Regions from separate parts of the Mus musculus genome. Here region 1 is linked to region 2. A link is a contact called in public promoter capture Hi-C data. All regions are on one chromosome and are shown on one strand. The core of a region is the stretch at or near the end of the contact, and the rest is flanking DNA. Distances in the headings are between cores, read along the strand shown. Region 1 holds the start of Rnf44 (ring finger protein 44). Region 2 holds the start of Sema4d (sema domain, immunoglobulin domain (Ig), transmembrane domain (TM) and short cytoplasmic domain, (semaphorin) 4D).

Region 1 (3,765 bases), core at 573-3,072, 2.9 Mb before region 2:
CAGGCTGGCCTCAGAAATCCATCTGCCTCTGCCTCCGAAGTACTGGGATTAAGGGTGTGCACCACCACGCCCGGCTAGAATTTTTTTGAATAGAATTTTATGTGTATTGGTGTTTTGCCTGCATGTATGTCTGTGTGAGGGTGTCAGATTCCTTGGAGCTACAGACAGTTGTAAACTGCCCTGTGGGTGCTGGGAAATGAACCCTGGTTCTCTGGAATAGTAACTAGTGCTCTTAATCGCTGAGCCATCTCTCCAGCCCTCTGTCTAGAATTTTTAAAAGCAAATACACAGTTACCAAATTAAAAAAATTTAAACTAGGAGTGGTGGTATAATGCCTGTAATCTCAGCACTTGGGAAGAGGATCAAGAGTTGAGGCTGCCTGAGATAGAGGAGATTATGTTTATAAGCACACAAAAACAATAGTAATACAAAGAAAAATTTAAAAATCTGCCCTCCTTGCTGGGCAGTGGTGGCATAATCCCAGCACTTGGGAGGCAGAGGCAGGTGGATTTCTGAGGCCAGCCAGGGCTATACAGAGAAACCCTGTCTCAAAAAACAAATCTGCCCTCCTGAACAGGTGCACCCTAATGAGAATTCCTGTGTCTTTTCCCAAATCACTTCCCACTGTATGCTGATACAATATTCAGTTGAAATTGATAATATTGTTACACCTTGTTAGTAAATTGGTTTGTTTTTTAAATATTTGGGATTATGGGATGCATCCACAAAGTACAGAGTGTCACCCATCTGTAGCCACAGAGGTTTAACAAATGTTGCCATTTTCTACTGACATCCTGTTCTGGGTTGGTGGACTCTGTAGTAGTCCAGTTACTACAGACCGGCCTAGTAGACATGAGTGCTTTAGGTAATGGTGATGTTCTGCTTATATAATCGATGCAGACACACCATACCCCACTTTGTATGTTTGCCTGGCCGGGGGGGGGGGGGGCATCCTAAGGGGACACCGACGTCTGCCCCCTCTCTCGCCTCAGCTGTGTTACTATCTGGGTGTGTGATATTTTTGTTGCTTGTATTTTGAAGACAAGGTCTCTGTAGCTATGTAGACCAGGCTGTTCTCGAACTATTGATCCGCCGGTCCTGGAGGAGTGACTCTTCTTTCCGGTACAGTGGCTTGCTTGTCCTGATCCCTAGGCTCTCAGTCGTTGAGAAGCTTAGAGAACTAAACTGCAGAAACCTCCCTGGGCCTGGTTCAGGAGATCCCAACTCTTCCCACTTCAGCTGAACTAGAGCCTCTCCACCCCTTTTCCCGGGCCGCGCTAGGGGCGGGGTGCCGAGATGTTTCTGTGACGTCAGCACGCGCAAGACCAATCCCCCTACCCAGGAGACGTTAAATCATTTGCATGGCTCCTCAGTCATTGGTCTCTTCAGCCCTGGGTTGTCCCAGCTGTTTAAAGGCGCCGTCTAACGGAACAGAAAGCGAGCGAGTAGAGAGGCGAGGTGAGCTATGAGGTCATCGCAGGCCTGCCGGGCTTGTGGTGACGTCATCTCCGGGAAGTGTGCTTGCCGAGCTAAGAGCGGTCCTCTCACCTCGGCTGCGTGAGAGGCTGCGTGCCCCACAGAGGCCGCGGCCCTAAGAAGGTAACCTTGACCTGTTAGTGCGTGCCACGGTCCCCGTACCTGGGCTCGCACCGCTCATCACCTGCGACTCGGCCTTGTGGGCTTTGAAGTATGAGGTGGGGGCGAAGAGGCTTTTTTAGCCAGCCTTTCAAGATGGCGACCCGCTAGTCACGTGCCGCCCGCAGGACGCGATTGGCCGACGCGCGGCGCGGGGCGGGGCCTGCGGGGCGGGGCCTGCGGGGCGGGGCGGGTGTCCGCTCTTGCCGCTACTGTTTGCTTGCGCGTCCTGGCGCGCCCCCGCGAGCCGCCTCCCGCGCTGCGCGCCCCCGCCGATCCGAATGTTGTGAATCAAAACGTGGGGCTGGTTCCATCCGGCCGCCGCGGACAGTTCTTAAAGGGCCAGCCCGCCGGAGAGCACAGCTGCGTCCTGCGCCGCCCTTCTCTCGGGCCCGGGCTGGGGAGGCGGAAGACAGAGCAGGCTCGCGAAGGAGCGGGCGCTTCACCGTCCGCACCCCGCATCGCGAACAAAGGAGCCCGCGTGTGGTCGGACGGCTGCCGGTGAGTCGGGCCGGGCCTCTTAACTTCGGACCCGCACCCCGGAACTACGGCTCCCTCGGGGACGCGTTGTTTGCCGGCCTCGTAGGCGTCGATCCCGGGCTGAGGGAGTGGTGGGAGACGGCGGCGGGGCCCCCGGGCCAGGTGCTGCCTGCGGCTACCTAGTCCGGGCCGCTCTTCTGCCTTGCAGAGCGCTGCGGTGGAGGGGAAGGAGCCAACCCCTCCCCCTGCAGCCGCCACTTCCTTTGTTGTTGCTTTTGTCTCACGCCGAGCACATGGTCCGGGATCCTCGGCTCTTAAAGTCACAGCGCTCTAGCCCCAGCGGTGCTGCCTGCCTTTTCCCCTCAGTGTTCCTCCGAGTGCGGCATTACGGAGTAAGGGGAACAACGGAGGCCCCTCCTGAGACAGGTGTACGAGCTTCGGTCCCATCCCCAAGGAGGGGTAGCTTTGGAAAACTGCTGGAGCCCCACGGCCTGCTTTGGGGAGGAGCCTTATCCTCTGGGACTTTGTTTTCCTTCCCCATAATGTGAACACCTAGTTTCTTGTCTGTGGCTTTTTTAGGGGCGCCCTGGGGAGATTTCAGTCTCTATTGTTAATAAGGCTTAGCCGAAACTAAAGGGGTTCTTTAACCAAGGTCACCCAGGGAGTCTAAGCTGGCCAAGGTGTGGTGGTTCCGCCCTAAATCGCCTCCTCGGCCTTTGTGGGAGTTGGGAAGCTCCTACTTAGAGGGAGGTACGGCGAGCATGTAGGGTAGGGGAACTTGTATTCCCACCTAAGCCTGCTCGTCTGCTAGAGGGAGTGAATCTTTCTGCAAACCGACCCTATTCGACTCTACTCAAGGGTTAGAATGTGTGCTTGGGACTCTGTACTTGGCTGGCGGGGTTGTGGACCCATGGGGACAAGAGATAGACTTAGGGGAGTTTACACAAACTTTATGGATAGAGAGCAGTACAGTGAAGAGAGGTGTGGGAAAGCAGTGGTGCTGGTTGACCTTGAGTGTGTTGATTGGTCCAGCTCAGTCACTCTTGCGTCTCTGGGACACTACTCACGCATAAAGATACTACATCTCACACGTGGCTCCTGAAGTACTCTGTAGTTTTCCCTCCGACCACTGTCATTGAGACTACTGGGGCTTTGGGTCTAGGGAACCAGCCAGGAGGACCAATTGTGTTCCCCGTGGTCTAGAACAAGTCCTTGGGGTTTCAGTAACTGAAATGGGTGTGTCCCCTCTTTACCACTTTAGTTTCTGGCAGGAGTTAAAGAACCACCTTTCTGTTCCTCAGGTACACTGCTGGACACCATGCTCGTGCCTCCTTTAGCGCTTAGGGACTTGTGTCTACCTAGGGTAGGGGTGCAGGAGGAGGCCAACCATTCACACCACAGCTGGCCTTCACTTAAGGCTGCCTCTTCTCTTCCCTTTAAAGTAGCCTTTGATGGGTCCCTGAGAGATCGTTCTTAGGTTCCCATTTTTACAGAGGAGGAATCTGAAGTTCAAGGAGAGGAAGTGATGGGCCTAAGACCCTGGCAAGAAGTTGGGGGTGATGCTGTTACCTTTGGCTCCATTGCTTCCCACTAGATGTCCTTCTGTCTGCTGGGTTGGGATAGGCCAGGCATCTTGTTTCAGGTATTTGA
Region 2 (3,623 bases), core at 871-3,370:
TCAGAATCGGAAGAGAGGTTGGAGACGCATCCTCTCTGTTTCTTTGGAATGGTCACCATCACAGAACTGGGAGGCAGAACTCAACAAACTTTACCCACTGTTCCCTGGCCAGGGAATTTTCTTCAGGGTAGATCTACCTGTCAGTGCTTGGATCAGAGAGTGGAATAGGTCAAGGTCTCTCACCTGTTTCTCTCATGGAACTCATTAGAGAACTGAGGCCCATGCCAGGAGTGGTGGCGCACGCCTTTAATCCCAGCACTGTGGAGGCAGAGGCAGGCGGATTTCTGAGTTCGAGGCCAGCCTGGTCTACAGAGTGAGTTCCAGGACTGGCAGGGATACACAGAGGAACTCTGTCTCAAAAAAACAAACAAAAACCACCACCACCAACAACAACAAAAAAAGAGAACTGAGGCCCAAGGTCAACTTGGAAGCAAGCCCCCAGCTGAGTTTTGTCAGGTTCTAGATTCAATGCAGGTTATGAGCCCCCCTAGAGCACTGGTCGGCAACCTTCCTGATGCTGTGACCCTGTGATAGTGTTCCTCCTGTTGTGATGGCTCCCCAACCATAAAATTAGTTTTGTTGCTACTTTGTAACTGTAATTTTGCTACTGTTATGAATTATAATGTAAATATCTGTGTTCTCCAATGGTCTTAGGTGACCCCTGTGAACAAGACCTTCGAATTCCCACCCTCAAAGGGTTCTTGACCCACAGGTTGAGAAACACAGCCCTAGAGCAAAGACAACCGACCCTCCTCTGGTTGGTTCTACTGTTTTGACCTCTAGTAGGCCTATTGTGCTCTCTGAGCCAGCACTGACTGGCACACCTAACCTGAAGAAGCTTCCTGGTTCTTTCTAGGACCTTCTATCCTTTAGGAAGGGCTTGCTCAGTTTAACTGCTGTCAGCTGCCTGCCTTCCCAACAGCCTCATCCCTGCTGGAAGCCCCTAAGGGCCTTCTGGAATTCAGGAAGCCACCAGTCTGCCTAGAGACTGGTCTTGATCTATTTCTTGGTTCTTCCGGCAGGTTCATTAAGGAACTGGGTTTCCTTTTAGGGAGGGACTGTGTCTCTGGGCAGCACTTCCCACCTGGCCAGTTACTGTGTGAACTGAGGGTCACTTCTCCCTTCAAGGGCAGAAAAGGACATGCCCTGTGGCTGCAGTGTGTGTGTGTGTCTGTGTGTGTGTACCCATGCAATATGCCATGAGGTCAACCCAGGTGTTGTCCACTTAGTTTTAGGAGACAGGGTCCCTTACTGAAATCTGAGTCTGACTTCGGATTAAGTAAGGCAGGCTGGCTGGCCAGTGAACTCCATCCAGGGTTCCACCAATAGTCTCTGCCTCAACACTGGGATTACAACAAAGCACCACTGTCTGGGTTTTTTTTTAATCATAGGTTCTGGAGCACCAACCTCAGAAAGCATGTTAAGGACCTGGCTATGTCTACCCTTTGTACCAACCAACTTCGGAAGGCCCAGAATTAGTTAGAAATGTATCTCATCGGGAGCTGCATACAGGAAGCCTTGGTCCATGGGAAGAACCACCCACACCTTGCATTGAGAACCCCAAAGGGTCTATCCTAGATCATAAAGGTAAGAGCCCAGCATCTCTGGGGTCAACGCTGGTGACCCCAGAGCATGGGGCACAGGAGACTTTGGGGACCTGGACGAGCAGGCTGGATCATTAGGAGGCTGAAAGGATCAAAAGGCTCCTTTTGCTGGTAATCTCCTCTGTTTTCAAGAGACCAGACTTGGGTAGGAAAGAGCCCCTGGGGTCTGGACCATGGGGCTTTGGGGGATGGGGGACGGGGGGGGGGGGACACGGGGGAAGAGGACGAGGGAGTTGGATGAAAAGAGGAAGAGGTGGTGGAAGGTAAATGGGGAAGGAAAGGAAGGGAGGGAGAAAGGAAACAAGAGGGGAGCAGGAGAAAAAGACTGGGGTAGGTGAAGACAGGGGCGGGGCGCGGGAGGGCAAGGAAGAAGGGAGAGAGGTTGGGGTGAGAGGAGGGACTAGGAGGAAGGGGGAGGGGCGAAGGGAGGGAAGAGACGGGAGGGGGAGGGGAGGAGGCGGGAAGGGAGGGAGAGGGGGTGGGGCCTGCACGCTAGCCCCGCGCCCTCCTTCCCCACGCCGGCCTCCGCTCCCTCTCGCGCCGCAGCATCTCCGCGCGTCTCCCGGCCTCCCCGACTCAAGCTCCTGGCGCCGTTCGCCTCTGTCGTCGCTGCCACCAACGCCGCCGCCATTCTTGGCGCGGAGCTGGCCTGGCCAGCCCCCGCCGAGAGCCTCCGCGGGTCGGACGCGCGCTCCAGGTAAGCGACTGGGCCGGCGCGGGAGGAGCGCGCGCGGGGTTGGGCAGGTGCGCGGAGCGCGGCGAGCCCCCGCGGTAAACCTAGGAACCCTGTTGGAGCCTCTCCTGCGACCCCCTCGGGGCTCCCAGGATCCCTCTCCGAGCTTCTTCCCCAGGTTCTCCCACACCGCTAGGACCTAGTCTGCATTCCCACCTGGATGCCCCCGGACTCCCTCTGCGTTCGCATCAGGATCCTTTGGGTCCCCTCTGAGTCCCATCCGGATTCCTCACCCCCCTCTACATTTCCACCGCGTTTTCCAGACCCTCTCTGCAGTTCCACCCCAGCCCGGATCTCTCTCCGGCGTCCCTTCCCTAGCTCCCGCCAGGCCCTGGCAGGCAGGTGGCTGGAGCAGGGACACGGGACAGGCAGCGGATGCGACTTGACCAGCCAGGCCCTGCACGCTGGGACCCCCGGGTGCTGACTCCTTGATCGGTGCCTCCCAGGTCAGGCCCGGTGCCCGTAGCCGGGCTCCCAGCCCCGGCCTAACCAGCTTCTATTTCGGTCTCCCAGGCCTTGGCTCGGGTGCACCGGATGTGGCGCGGTGCACTCAGACAGGTGCGGCCGCGGTGAGGTTGCCACCGCCGGGCAGTGGGCACTGCAAGGCGGTGGCTTCCTGGAAGATTCGGGCTGCGTTATTCTAGAACCGCCCGGAACCACCACCAGCTTTAGCTCGAGCTGCACCTGTTGCTGGCGCCCGATGATTTGCAGGGGGCTGGTTCTGTTGGGGCTCAGCCAGTTATGGCTTGGGGAAAAAAATCAGCCAAAAAACAAAACAGCGCTGAGCACGTAGCTGCCCTCTATATGTTTTCTGTTTAGTCTCTCTGTGGGTGAATGTGGAGTTTTGGCTTTCAATGAAGCATGTGGTGAAGGCCTGCCCCTACATACTGGGTCATTTGCCACATGAACTTGTCCTGCTTTTGTTTTGAAAACCCTCACTGTGTGGAGCACAGCCCAGGCCCGTGGGTGGCCCAACCTCTCACTGGACTGGGGGCCTGTAGCCAGCCATCTGACCCAGCTGTGGGTCTACCAGGCGCTACCAAACGGAAGTTTCCTTCCCAGGAGGGTGAAGTGACACCAGCGGTCTGTCACTTCATATGTGCCCCTGGCGTCTGACTTGTCTCTTGTCTGCCCAGGCAGGCAGGGTTATTTGGGAATGTTTACAGTGTCCCAGAAGCAGGCAGTCTTGGGCAGAGGTGGGGGTAGATCCCGGTAGCGACTATAATGGCCTGATTGTCATTTTGACCGTTGCTGTCTGTGTGCATCACGTCAGAGCGATCATCTGT

What was found. Promoter capture Hi-C pulls out the DNA fragments that hold promoters and counts their contacts.
Region 1: a contact with region 2 is called in a promoter capture Hi-C map of pre-B cells, with 4 times the contacts expected there. The contact joins the promoter of Rnf44 here to the promoter of Sema4d in region 2.

Annotation. Positions count from the first base shown.
Region 1 is chr13:54,685,865-54,689,629 of GRCm38.p6, reverse strand. Rnf44 (ring finger protein 44) reads left to right here and starts at 1,822. Exons shown (of 11, transcript NM_001146026.1): 1 at 1,822-2,136.
Region 2 is chr13:51,792,175-51,795,797 of GRCm38.p6, reverse strand. Sema4d (sema domain, immunoglobulin domain (Ig), transmembrane domain (TM) and short cytoplasmic domain, (semaphorin) 4D) reads left to right here and starts at 2,120. Exons shown (of 16, transcript NM_013660.5): 1 at 2,120-2,301.